Linked DNA regions of Mus musculus: regions 1 and 3 are each linked to region 2. The links are chromatin contacts, called in public ChIA-PET maps. All regions are on one chromosome and are shown on one strand. The core of a region is the stretch at or near the end of the contact, and the rest is flanking DNA. Distances in the headings are between cores, read along the strand shown.

Region 1 (4,455 bases), core at 1,462-3,961, 320 kb before region 2:
TCTATAGCCACACTGACTAAGCCCACCCACCCTCTTGTCTGCTGATGGATGGAAGACAGCCCTAGAACTCTGAGGCTTTCTGGTGTATCCCTCCCACAGTGGCCACTCTTCCACTGCCAGGGCTTCCAGAATAGAGATCAGTTCTTGGCAAGCACATATGTGATGAGTTACCATTCTAAATTGTGACCCACATTCCCCACAGACTGCCAACAGCCTTCCCTGACACCCACCCGGAGTTTGGGATGGAAAGCTGAAGCCCTCTGTGAGTCCAGGCTGGCTGTAGCTCTTAAAGCCACTCTAGGTTTCCAGCTCTGATCTGCAGGCCACTGACAGATCCTTCAAGCTCTGAGAGGTGCTTCAAGGGGAACCTTCCCAGTGGGCAGGTAGGACCCAGGCAATCCTCGATCTTTGGGACAGAACCACCCTGTTACCATTGGCACTCCCTGGGGTGTGTGGAAAGGGCTGGGCAGGAACAGTTCCTAGATGCTATACATAACTGAACCTTGATGAAAACATTTCTGGGGGCTGGCGGGGGCATTGCTTAGAATGTATGCTTAGTTTTCTGGAGGCTAGGGGTTCACCCAAACTCCACAATAATCTGAAAAAAAAAAAACTTTCCAGGGAGGAAGGGGTAGCTGTGTACACCCCCCCCCCAACTCTCTGTGGGAGTTTAGCTCTTTCCCTGGAGAGAGGTTCCTCTTATTCCTGCTCCCGCCTTTACCACACCCCATCCCCAGGGCAATGCTGGATGCTGCTCCTAACAGGCTGAGCCAGAAACAAAGGCAAGAGACTCTGAGACCCAGCAGTTACTCTCAGGGTCACCTCCACCAATCTGGTGTTTCCTCTTCCAGGTAGAGGAGGGACTTGCCTTCCAAGAGGGAAGCTGTAACACCACAGGGGACGCATTCTTCCCAAAAGCAAATAAGGGGCTGGGGAGCTTGCTGCCCTCCGCCCCCCAGGTGACAGGTGACACTTACTAGTTTGGGAAACAGTACTTAGGAATCTGGTCTCCTGCAAAGCCAGCCTTGATCACCCCTGAACCCTGCAAGGAAAAGCAATGTTTTAGCTCCTGCCAACGACTCAAGATGCAGTCAGGGTCCCCAAGTGGAGAGAGCTGGCAGTTCTACCAAGGCTGGACAGGGAGGAAGCCAGAGACCTGACCTAGAGAAGGAGATCACTTGCAAGCACTAGCACATCAAAACTAGGTGTGAGGCTGCATTTTCTGTCCTGGGGACCCAAGGGGGAGATGAGAACTGTTAGGGGCATCTGTTGGGTGGAGGTTATCAGCAATGACTGGCCCCAGATGGGCATCCGTGAAGAGAGACCACAGATCTCCTCTGTGAATGCTCTGGCTAGTACCTGTAGGGAGAGGAAATCAGCTACACTTTAAAGATAGCTAGATGCTACGCCTCAGCCTTACTCTATTCAAGAACCCTTGTCTTCACCAGCAGACAGAGACCACATACTGGGTCCATGGAGGGGAACCACTTGGTGGTCTCCAAGTACCTTTCTTGGGTAGTAAGAGGAGAGGCAGTCCCTGTCCCTGCTGGAAGCTGGACCTAGGCTTTCAACATGAACTGGACACACCTTCCACTTAGTAAATGAGTCACCTACTCACACCCTTTGCCTACCAGTCTCTATTAGGGCCAAAATAACATATCCAAGTAACAAGCGAGAGGCTCCAAGCCCAAACTCAGCCAGGCAGGTGCCTCTGAGCTCATTAGCTTGTTGGCCACCAAACAGGTAGGTAGCCTGATGTACACTGTAGCCTGCCCCAAGCACACCCCCAAAGTCCAGGACTAGCCTCTCTGATAAACAAGTTATGATTTAAGGGAGCCCACATGGGTGCTCCAAAAAAAGGCAGCCACAAAGATGCCATCAGGGGCTCACGTGGGAAGGAGTCAGTTCCCAGAAAGAGAAGTGTGTCACCGTCAAAAGCTCCAAGGCCTACACATCAGCTCTGGGCACAGCTAGAGAAAACCCCAGCCACGTCAAGGCCTCTAAGGATAGACAGCTCCTAGGGCCACTGAAGGTAAGCACAACCCAGGCTGGAAGACAACGCCCCGGGAAGCAGGACCTCTTTTCTTTCAGGCTTGCAAACTACTACCCCAAACTGCTCCGTCCTGGGGAAAGTGGCTACACTCTCCGAAAAGATCATTTAGAGTGAGGGGGTTAGTTAAAGCGGCAAAGAGGCCACCAGGTGGTGGCTGGTGGAAATTAACGTGCAGTGTTTGCTTCTGGGTGCAGCCCCTTGGGAAGTGTTGTAAAGATCACCAGGCCCTTCAAGAGATAAAGCCAGCAGTGTGCAAGAAGTCAAATGTCAGCCGACCTCCATCAGGCGGCCAGAGCTTACCACCAAGCAAAGGGCCAGGGGTCTTAACTTGCCCAGCGATCCCACCCCAGACAGACGCGTTCACCGGCCTAGAGCATTAAGGACCGCCTGACTGTGATCAGCTGTACCGCACATCCTGGACTCCGAGGGAGGTGCTCCCGAGGCCCACCCCTGGCCCCACCAGCGTGGGCCACCGCACGCCGCCTGCGACCCCGCGGCGGGTCACAGTCCTTCCCCCACCCCCCGCTGCCCGGCCTCACATTGTCGATGACCACGGGCTGGTTAGCGATGATGTCGTAGGACTCCATGGCCCGGCCGAGCCGGCCCTGCCCAGCAGGCGGGCTGCAGGAGGACCGGCGGGCTACAAGGTTCGCGGGGAGACCTGGACGGATGCGACTCCAGACACCGCGCCGCTCCCCTCCCCCAGTGCGCTGCCTACGCGAACGCGGCCCCGTGGCCAATCACAGATGCCAAATGACCTGATTGACGGCCGGCGCCGGGGAGGGTTGCTGGGGGAAGTGGGAGGGGCCTCTTGGAGCCGGCTAACCAATTGAAGCTTTCCGGAAGAACAGCCAGGCGTTGCCAAGGTAGGCTGCGCGGCCGTAAGATGATGTCATGGCTGGGTTCTTAAAGGGGGCAAGAATTAAAAAGGAGGTGGTAGGTCTATTGAAATCAGGAAGTCTTTTGAGTTCACCTACTGGAAGGTCTTTCTTTTGATGAGACATCTGTGAGCATTCCTCTTCTTAGGATGTCAGCTCTGATTATTTCAACGGGAGAGTTAGTTTAGTTAGATTTATTCATCTTTTTTGGTTTTTAGAGGTAGGATCTCTGTGAAACCAAGGCTAGCCTTCAACTTGTGATTCTCCCGCCTCACAAATGCTGGAATTACAGGCATGTACTACCATACCAAGCAACAGTTTTGGATTTAATAAGATTCAAACGCTAGGTGAATAATTGTATTTTATTTTAGAAGTATCATAGATTTACATTTAGACCTATGTTTAATTTGAGTTAGTTTTTATACATGTATCAAGTAAGCATCGGGGCATTTATCACTAAGGCTGTCTACCTGGGGTTTGATCCCAGAGACCCATATGGTAAAAGAGAACCGGCTTCCACAATTCTGATTGCTACAAGTGCACCATGGAATATGTACAGCCACACACACACATTCGCAAACAAAATAAATAATGTACAAAAAAAAGTGGGGGGTTGGCAAAGAGAAACTGGGTGTGATCATGTCATTCCTGGTAACAGGGAGGCAGAGGCAGGCCAATATCGGAGTTCCAGAGGTTGACAGAGGCTACATAGTGGAATCCTGCCTCAAAAAATTATATATATATATATATATATATATATATATATATATATATATATATATATAATTTATATTTATATAAATTTATAATGAGAGAGAGAAATTTTTTTCAAATTGCCTTGGTGCCTATGTCAATAGTTGATAGTTTCTGTCTACCTTTTATTCTGTTTCACTGGTCCATTAGCCAATAACACATAAACTTGTGGCGTCAGTTTTATGTTGTTGGGCAAAACATCAGAGAAAATCATCTTAAGAGAGGTCATATCTCTTAACTGTTTGATAGCGTTCACTCATGAAGTTACCTAGATCTTGAGTTTTCTTTGTGGGAAGAAAGTGTGTATATTTATAATATACAAATTAAGTTTTTAAAAAAGAGATGTAGACTGGTTCTGGTGGTGGTGGCAGCTTCCCCTTTCCATCCTCCTCTTCCTCTTCTTCCTCCTCCTTTGGTGTGCTGAACACAGAACCTGCACCTAGATAAGTTCTCTACCAACTAGCTACACTTGCGGTCTTGCTGTATCTTCTTGAGTTACATTGTTTTGTTACTTTGTATGTCATGGAATTTGTCAGCTTTGGGCAAATGTAATGGGCAAAAAGTTGTCCATAATGTATCCAGGGTTTTCTTTCAGTGTCTACAGAGATGTTTCCCTTCTCACTGGACACCTGGGATGCCCCCCCCCTTTTAACCCTGATCAGGCAGGCTAGAGCAGGGGAGCAGCAGTTCTCAATCTGTGGGTGGCAACCTCTTGGGGATCCCCTAAGACCATTGGAAGATAGGGATTCAAGTTATGATTTACAACAGTGG
Region 2 (4,493 bases), core at 690-3,189:
TTCTAATGTTAGTTATTTTTTTTTAAATTAGATCTTTGACTCAAACACTATGAGAAAACAAAAGAAATGGAGCCATTGGTGTGGCTTGACAGGTAAAGGTGCTATCAAACTTGACAACCTGAGTTCAACACCCCCTATCCTACTCCCTGGAAACCATGTGGTAGAATAAGAGAGTCAGTTCCCACAAGATTTCTCTGACTTCCACCCACCACACACATGTGCAGACACACACACACACACACACAAACATGTATATATGTTTACAAAAACTCAAGGCCAGCTCTTCAATTTAAAAATATAAAACACAATTTAATATTCAAACATTAAGGCAAAACTTGGCTTATAGAATCTTTTTTTGGGGGGGAGGGGAGGGTTATTTGGCTTACACTTCCAGATCATACTACATCACTGGAGGAAGTCAGGACAGGAACTCAAGCAGGTCTGGAAGCTGGAGGCAGGAGCCGATGCAAAGGCAGGAGCTGATGCAGAGGCCACGGAAGGATGCTGCTTATTGGTTTGCTTCATGTGGCTTACTCTAGACTCTTTTAAAAAAAAGATTTATTTATTTATTTATTTATTTATTATGTACACAGTGTTCTGCCTGCACTTCAGAAGAGGGCATCAGATCTCATTATAGATGTTAGCCACCATGTGGGTGCTGGAAATCGAACTCGGGACCTTTGAAAAAATAATCAGTGCTCTCAACCTCTGAGCCATCTCTCCAGCCCTTATAGAATCTTTTACTTATAGATTTTCATAAGCACATTTTTGTGTGAGTGTGATTGCTTGAAGAATGGCAGGTTTGCATTTTGAGCCATCTGTATGCTTGTAAGGCAAGACTAAATAAGCATTAGGTAGAGTGCAGTACCGAATCCCTATAGGAGTACTACCTGTAGATTTGCAAAAACCACAGCTCTCAGCTTAGAGGGTATAAGCAAGCCTGTTCTGGAGCCATTTTGAATAGCTGTGGCCCTGTACAACACAGATTTAGTTTACCCCAAACTCCATGTTCCAACGTGGAAGCAGTTTCATGAACTTTTCATAGAACAAAGAAAGTCACAAATCATGATAAATTTAAAGTACCTTGGAGGGCACACCAGAGAAGCAGGCACGGTGAGAGTGGGGAAAGCTTTTCAAGATGCTGTGGGACATTCTTAGCCTTTGGATTGGTGGAGGCTAGTTGTCCGTCTATCTTTTAGTCACAAGAGGTTAGTTTGGTCACAGAAGTGGGCAAGGAATGGCTCTCCAAGAGGGGTTAGAACTGGCCCAAGATAAGGCAATTAGCCTTCAGAACAGCAACATTCTAACCTCTCTGCAGAACTGAAATTCTAATCAGTCAAAATCAGTCTCTGCGGACACAGCTTCCCTCCCCCCTCCTCTCCAGGAGGTTTTATTCACAATCTTTTTTTTTTTTTTTTTTTTTTTTTTTTTTTGATCCTGGCAGCTCTTGTGTCCAAAGTTACAATCTGGCAAAACTGTGAACGCTCATCTGACCACCCCTTCTAGCTGAGCACCTGTAACGAACCGCTCCAACTCTAGGTTTCCTTCCCTTAAAGACGCAATGAAGAAAGGATCTCTTTATAATACCGAGGGAGAAATCAAAACAAAAGGCGCGGGCTGCGGTAATCTGCCGGAAGTAAATCGAGAGAACAGGCTTCCTTCAGCGGGCAGTCGTCTGCTTTTCTGCCCATCTGAATATTTGTTAACCTAATCTCTAATATTTGCCGCTGTCAACTTTCCCAGGGTCAGGCGCAGAGGACGAGCCTTAGGCTGCTCTCTTTCCGGGTGGACCAAATTGGTTTTGCAACACCAACATCCAGTTTCTTCGCAGTCCCCATCATCTCTTTACTCCCTCTGAGGGGCTCATTGGTGGGCGGGGCCGGATCCCGAGCCACGCTGTGATTGGCGGTGTCTTAGCAACTGCAGCGATGTGGTTGTCAACAGAAACTGGACTCCCGCAACTCTGTGCCCGAGGCGGGGACCCTTCGCCAGCATCAGGGGGAGTCACAGCCTTGTCCAGCAGTGGGATGCTGGCCGCGCCCACCTCCTGCTCTGGTTAGTGAGGCCCTGGAGGGTGGGAGGGTCGCTGACGCACGCAAGCCGCCTGGCCTCGCAACTGACAGATTACTTACTAAGTGGGGGATACCATCCTTCTAGACCAGATCTTCCAGGTTTCCAACTGGTTGTGTGAGGGAAAAAACAAGTTTGTAATTTCCGAGCTGGACCTCGCTTCTGCTGGGAAAGGGCAGTGGCCAGGCCGCACCCACTTGAGAGCTGGATTTCAGAGTCAAAGTCGCAGACGTGTGCGAGCCCTTCTTACCCAGGGCTCTCCCCCCACCCCCACTCTTTGCAGAAGCTCAGCTCCCTAATGCTTGTCTATCCAGAGGCCAAAGTTAGTCAGAGGACATAGCATACTGATCAGTATATTAGAAACTCATTTCTGAGAAGCAATGATCAAAACTTAACAATCCAAACTCAAAGCGATCTTCTTGAGTGAAAGGTTTGAGTCTGGAGAAAGCCTCTGCTTGCCTCTTGGTTTTTGGGGGCATTCACATCACTTTCACTTTCTAATATGGACTTTTAACCTCATGTAGTTGTTCTTCTAATCTTCTCAGAAGTTCTCCATTTCTTTTCTTCTCGGCGATGACCTAACAGCCCCACCCCCACCCCACGAGCCCAGTTTTCAATTCTTGGTCCTGTTCTCAACAGTGTGTCCCACAGACCATTTCAATCCCTTAACCCTGCCCACGTTTATCTGAGGCGATGCTCTTAGCCTAGCTTTGCCTTTTAAGGATAGAAAGAATAAGACTGTTAAGAATTGTAACAGGATACATCAGGGAACTTCATCCCAGCTTCCTTTCTTCCCAGAAGAATCAGAGTTCAGAACTCCCACAACATACCTCCCCATCTCCTACCCCTCCATACTACTCCCTCCCTCCCTCCCCCATGCACAGATTTCTTTTTTTAGAAACTAGCAAGGATGAAGATTGGAGGTGTTGATCATACGTTTACCAAGGATCCAAATTGAATTAATAGAGTCTAAGTTAGACTCTGGTCCAGGGCTTGTAAGAACAGTGACTGGATTGTTCTTGGCTTCTCACTATGGGCAGGTGCATAGCAGCCGACAAAGAAGGGCTCTTAGCGTGATCCCAGTCCTCCTGCCTCAGTTTCCTAAGTGTTGGGATGAAAGGTCTTATCCATCTTAATCTTCCTGCTGTCCTGGGAGCTTTGCCTGTCCCTGGCACTCAATGGCTCGATGGACAACTCCAAGTTTTTAGGACTGCGGACAACCAGAGGTGGTGGTATATATACTTGTAATCCCAGCACTCAGGAGGCTGCAGCAAAGAATGCCACAAGGTCAAGCCTGGTCTGAGCTATGTAGTCAGACTCTGTCTCAAAATACCAAAACCCAAACCAAAACAAAAACCTTACCACTGGTAACATTATTGCACACTATAAAGCAGACCTTGCCAGTATGTATCCTCTCTGCCTCAGAGGAAACTCCCAAGTAACCACAGAAAATAGATAGCATAGCCACACCCAGAAAACAATGTGTCTTGTGTTTAAAAGGATAGCTACTTCCTGATCATAACTTTTCTAGGACCCGATCTTTGCCTTGTTTGAGAACAATCAGGATTTTCTCAGCTGCTATGAGTGGCTGATTTAATCCATCTCAATAGTATAGGTAGTGCCTGTTATACAGTAATGTGGCGGGGGCATTCATGTAGTTTGTCCTGGTAGCAACCAAACTTCTGCTTAGTCTAGAGAGGACAGACCTGGGTCTGAGGCTACAAGGATGAAGCCTCAAAGCAAAAAGTAGGCTTTGGTGGCTGGGGAGACACTCAAGGTTAAAAAGAGTAGCTGTGCTTCCAGAGGGCCCAATTTTGGTTCTCTGTTTGTAATTCCAACTCCAGAGAGTCCAAGGGATGCTGCACACATATGGCAAAAAGACAGACATACAGACACAAATGCAAACTTTTCAAAAGGTAGAGTTGCTCAGGTAGCTTTAGAGGGTTAGTGAAGGGAGACAGTCTCCACACAGGCATCGAAGTCTCCAATCCTCAGGCTTCCTAGCTCTTCATTCCCTGCTGGGAGACACATTTTCTCCATTTCTTTCCTCTTATTCTCTGGCTGCAGCTTCACTTTCTAAGTATCCTCAGGCTATAAACCCCCAAGGCAAAGATCTGAATTTGAATGACTCAGACATCCTCTCAGATCTGATAAAGCCAGTCTCATCTTAAAAATTAACTTTAAAAAAGTCACCCAAGTCCCCATAGAGGCTGGGACTTGTGTTGTCACAAAGTTGGAGAATTCAATTGCTTTGTAAAGGATCCAAGCATGTGTCCATTTCAATTTAACTGAAAATGTAAGCAAATTAAAGAATGTTTTTCTTTGGCTTGAAAGCCAAAGGCATGAGTCTTCTAACCAGTCTTTACGGTTATGAAAGTCTGTGAGAAAACCTTACTAGGGAAGTTTGTATAAAAACCTCCCCT
Region 3 (4,630 bases), core at 382-2,881, 480 kb before region 2:
ACCAGAGTGGAAATGCCAGGGCTTTGAATACCACAAGGTTTCTTCCTCCACACAGGAAGGGCTGACATTTTGAGGCAGATCATGTCTGTTGTGGGGAGCCAACCTGTGCGGGTCAGATTAGCTGTGACACACAAAAATATCTCTAGACCTAAACTGGGCATAATTGTCCCCAGGTTGAGGACTCTCTAAGGAAGGGGGGTCCCTGAAGAAGTGCCATAGAACTGAATGCTGGCGGGAAAGCCTCAGTCAGCCTGAAGCGGACTAACAAACAAAACAGACCATGTCATCGGACAGAGGGCTTGCATATTTTAGAAACATAAGGGTGATGGCTGCAAGGGTGAGAACCATAAAGAGGTACAGAAACACAACAGTCAGTCTGGCTTGGGGAACTAAACGCAATAGGAGGCGCTGGAGAGGCGGCTCAGTTAAGAGTTCTGTCTGCACCAGGCCGGTGGTGGCGCACGCCTTTAATCCCAGCACTCAGGAGGCAGAGGCAGGCGGATTTTTGAGTTCGAGGCCAGCCTGGTCTACAAAGTGAGTTCCAGGACAGCCAGGGCTATACAGAGAAGCCCTGTCTCAAAAAAAAAAAAAAAAAAGAGAGAGAGAGAGAGAGAGAGAGCGCTCTGGCTGCTCTGCAAAGGACCAGGGTTGTTTCTCAGCTGGTCACATCTGTAACTGCCAATTCCAGGGAATCTGAAGCCCTATTCTGGCCTCCAGGAGCTAAATGCACATAAATAGTCTTTAAATTAAAAAAAGCGTAAATGTAATCATCTCATTTGTTATTTTCTAAAGGTACAGCGGAGAAAACACTTCAAGAGGAGGAAGCGGGGAGTCCTATTATGTCCCTAGTCCAAAAGATGGGGGTAGCAGAGGTGTAGAGAAACGCCGCCCGCTAGGAAGCCATTCCTATGGTAACCATCAAGTGTTCCGTATCATCAGCCCTACACTGATGACAACCTTGCTACAACTGCACAAACTACCTGTTCCTGGGGATAACATGGTAACCGGCACAGAAGAACAGGGACCACTGCTAATAGCAAAATCTCTGTATGATTTTGGACAAAACAGTCACACCCCTGCGCTCCACAGTAAATCTTTCGAGATCACTGTCATTGCTAAAACTTGTACACTCACACCCGAGAGCAGCAAGGGCCAGCTGCCCTGACCTCCCCGGTGGATACGAACCACCAACTGCAGATTCTTTCCCTAGCTCCTCTGTCACCTGACCAGGCTGTCTCCTAGCTGGGTTGGTCTCCAGACCCAGTTCAGAAACCAATGCCTCAATTTACCCGTCCGCACTCGAGACGGAGTAGTCGAGGGGCTTCCTGCCACGCTTTGAAGCCAGCCTTCCTGCACCAGGCCCGGAAGCTCCAAACACGGTTCGAGGCCTCCTTCAGTCCACGTTCCCGGAGATGGGGCTGGAGATTGCCCGCCGCCGGCAACGCGGCCGCCTCACCCCTCTCACCCCTGTCGAAGTCCATCTCCTCCAGCGTCTGCTGTACCCCGGGCACCGCACTAGGGTGAGAGCAGCAGGAGCCATCCGCGCAAAGGTGCGGCGCCGCCATCCCGGCGGCCGGGACTGCAGCCAAGCGCTCCTACGAAATGCCCACCCCTCCGTCCCAGGTTGACCACTCGACGTCCGTAGTTGACCTTCGAGTCCCGCCTCCTCGCCCCAGGCCAACCAATCCTGCATTTAGACCTTAGCTTAGCAACCAATGAAAGTGGTGAGGTGTGGCTGGATAGACTGAGCCTTGCTGCTTTGCTACCACGGGAGGGCGCCCAAGGCTAACTAAGCACAAGGAAGAGCAAAGGCTCGGGAATCCGTTGAGCTCCCCGGGAGGAGGCAGGACAGTTCGTGCAGCCTCGCCTTGTAGGGTGAGGGGACCAGGCAGCTTGGCCTGTCTGGTAGTGTTTATGTCGCATTCGCCAGAACCGAGGCCTCGCAGGTTCCCCAGGGCACAAGGACTCTAGACGCGGCCCATAGTCCCTCTCTCATCTCCCAAGCATCACTTGAGCTGTAGGCCATCCATGGTCAGATCAGTGACCCGCCAGAAAGCTACTAACACTCTGACCCTCGTTCTTTAGCAATCCATCAGGAAGCAGGTGGCCTGAGGGCAAGGACCTGGTAGACCACCTTTGTGCTTAAGCCTCTGCCCACTCAGTGGGCGCTGGTTGCCAACACCCACTGGGCAGACAACTGAGCTAAGGGAAACACACTCAAGTATTTCCCAGCCTCTTCTGACCCACACTCAGGGAAACAGCAGCCTGCTCAAGGGTCATCCAAGTGTATGGGGGGTGGGGGGTGGGGTGGCAGCTAAGGGTGGGCAGAGAGCTCACTGTGGTCTCTGTTCCTATGTACCGGTTAGATTGATCTAAACCAGGTGTGTCCAAATTGCAGCCAACAACAGCATCAAATTTAGCACAACACAAAATCTTAAAATGTCTTTTTTTTTTCCTCCTTCCTATTTTCCTTCTCGAAATCCGATTGGCAGGCAGCTCTCATTAAGGGCGCTCAGAAATGAATCCAGGCTGGGCCTGTTGTTTTTCCCAGGAACATCTGGGCCTACACCACTCCCTCACTAAGACAAGGGCTTGATACTGACTGGGTGGCAATAGGGGACTATCCCTACCCAGATAGGACATTCGAGACTAGCATTCTTCCCCTCCCACGGAGCTTGTCCTAATCTCCATCTTTATAAAGACACTGTCCACACAACTTGAGAAGCCTCTCCTTCAGCCCCTGACTCCCTGCTCACCCTCCCTATAGTTCTGGGAAGACCGTCTCCTTCTCCTCCTCTTCCCGAACGCTCTGCCTTGTTTCCCTGTGGCACCAGGCCAAGTCCAGCTCCCAAGCAGAGTAGCCCTGCTCTGGCTCCCAGTCCCATAGGCATCACTGTGGGAAAACACTTGAGTCTCAGCTGGCCCCTCCAGAGATGCACGGACAGGCATTAAGACCATGATGGCCCAGACCAAAGGATGAGTCCCTCTTAGGTCAATAAGTGGGTTTGAGTCAAAATATCTGTGTGGCAGGGTTAAATTTCATTTTCTCCATTTTATTTGTCAATATAAAAATACTCAAATATTTACAACAAATAAATATGTGGGGACACAATAAGTTACACTGTTAGCCCTTTTCCCAGAGCAGGGAGAGGATAGGCCAGTATCCATAGCATGCCCACCTCCTCCCTTCCCTCCCCCAACAACCCTTCCCAGCCCTGTCAGAAGAGCGCAAATATAAAATACCACCGAACCCGGAGGGCAAGTGGGAGGCCCTGCCCACCCCTCCCCCTGAAGCAGGAGGTTCCATCTCCACCCCCAACCCCCGCCCTGAAAACATTCACAGCCCTAGGAGCAGGGCTAGGCCCACCCCCGAGTCCCGCACTCCCCCAAAAGGGGTACAACACCCTGTCCTTCCCTTCCCCGTATGTACATCACTGCCCCAAAGCTTGGGACAGCTGGGGGTAGGAGAAGCAAAGTGCTATGACCCCCTTCCCCTTCATAGCTCCAAAGACTCAACCAGGAGGACCCCAGGCCAAGGGAAGACGTGATAGAGACAGGAAAGTTACAACACACACACACACACACACACATTCTTCCACATGCATACCAACACATATATGCACAAACACGCCCACATCTTGAAACCTCTTCCTTGCAAAGTTTTGGCTGCTGGGGTCCCACATGTCTCAAATTCACAGAGGAGGGTGTGTCTCCTGTGAGGCTGAAGTCCTGGTGAGCCACACCAAGTGGCAGTGCCCATGCTGAGCAGGTCCTCACGGCCGGGCAAATGCTGGGCAGTGTCTGTCCCAGGCAGAGCAAGTGCCCCTGCCATGTCCCTGAGGTAGCTGGTGCCTGTGCAAAAGTTAAGAGTGCACCTCCCATGAGACCCCCCCCCGCCAATGAGGTGGGGGGGTCCCCTCATACTGAAGACTCCTCTGGGTTGGAGTCAGGCAGCGGCTGGCGCTGTTGTAGTTTCCGTCGTAATTCATCCGCGAGCTCAGGCAGTGGGTGCCCAGATCCTCCTCGGTCCTCTCCGCCCAACTGTAAACGCACATAACCATTGGCATTTGAGTTCCGACCACCTCCTAGGTGGAGCCGAGTTGGAGAAGGCAGAGGCTGGCCAGGTATGCCAGGAGGTGGGGAAGGGGGCCCACCCCCAGGCTGGCACCGGGCGTGACCAGGCACAATCTTGAGAGAGCCATCCGAATAGTAGTACCCGACAGGATCCCAAAGTTTCTCATCAGTTTCGGGGCCAGGACGGAAGGGGGGACTGGCAGGCTCCTTGGGCAGTTCCAAGGGGTACACCAGTGTCCTCTCAGATGCCTTGGCACCCTTTTCTAGCTCTTCTCGAAGTCGCCGGCGGAGCGATAGGACCAGCAGCAGCAGCACCAGGCACACAGCCCCCAGGGCCACCACAGCGAGCCACACGAGCCCCAGGTTTTCCAAGGGAGCCCGTGCCTCCAGTGTCACCGACGAGCCGGCCACGACAGCAACAAGGTAGCTTTCTGCAGCCAGTCTTGTCCCCTGCTCCTCTGAATAGCAACGATAGGGTCCAGAGTGACGGGACTGTGCGGCCATCACCACCAGCGCCTGGAGTCCCGTGTCATAAAGAAAGGAGCCAGGTTGTTCT

Evidence for each region. ChIA-PET counts read pairs in DNA pulled down with a chosen protein or histone mark.
Region 1: an RNA polymerase II ChIA-PET map of memory CD8 T cells shows a contact between it and region 2, with 25 read pairs. The contact joins the promoter of Actr1b here to the promoter of Vwa3b in region 2. A contact is called at or near these places in 5 of 115 datasets of contacts at active chromatin or transcription factors (bone marrow-derived macrophages, effector CD8 T cells, large pre-B cells and 2 more) and 2 of 9 other capture datasets (adipose tissue and liver).
Region 3: an RNA polymerase II ChIA-PET map of memory CD8 T cells shows a contact between it and region 2, with 5 read pairs. The contact joins the promoter of Ankrd39 here to the promoter of Vwa3b in region 2. A contact is called at or near these places in 3 of 115 datasets of contacts at active chromatin or transcription factors (embryonic stem cells, memory CD8 T cells and pancreatic cancer cells).

The regions. Positions count from the first base shown.
Region 1 is chr1:36,707,214-36,711,668 of GRCm38.p6, forward strand. Actr1b (ARP1 actin-related protein 1B, centractin beta) reads right to left here and starts at 2,712. Exons shown (of 11, transcript NM_146107.2): 1 at 2,593-2,712; 2 at 978-1,042. The coding sequence starts at 2,640.
Region 2 is chr1:37,027,374-37,031,866 of GRCm38.p6, forward strand. Vwa3b (von Willebrand factor A domain containing 3B) reads left to right here and starts at 1,940. Exons shown (of 28, transcript NM_001370828.1): 1 at 1,940-2,055.
Region 3 is chr1:36,545,621-36,550,250 of GRCm38.p6, forward strand. Ankrd39 (ankyrin repeat domain 39) reads right to left here and starts at 1,632. Exons shown (of 4, transcript NM_026241.4): 1 at 1,466-1,632. The coding sequence starts at 1,565. Sema4c (sema domain, immunoglobulin domain (Ig), transmembrane domain (TM) and short cytoplasmic domain, (semaphorin) 4C) reads right to left here. Exons shown (of 15, transcript NM_001126047.3): 15 at 3,019-4,630. The coding sequence ends at 3,919.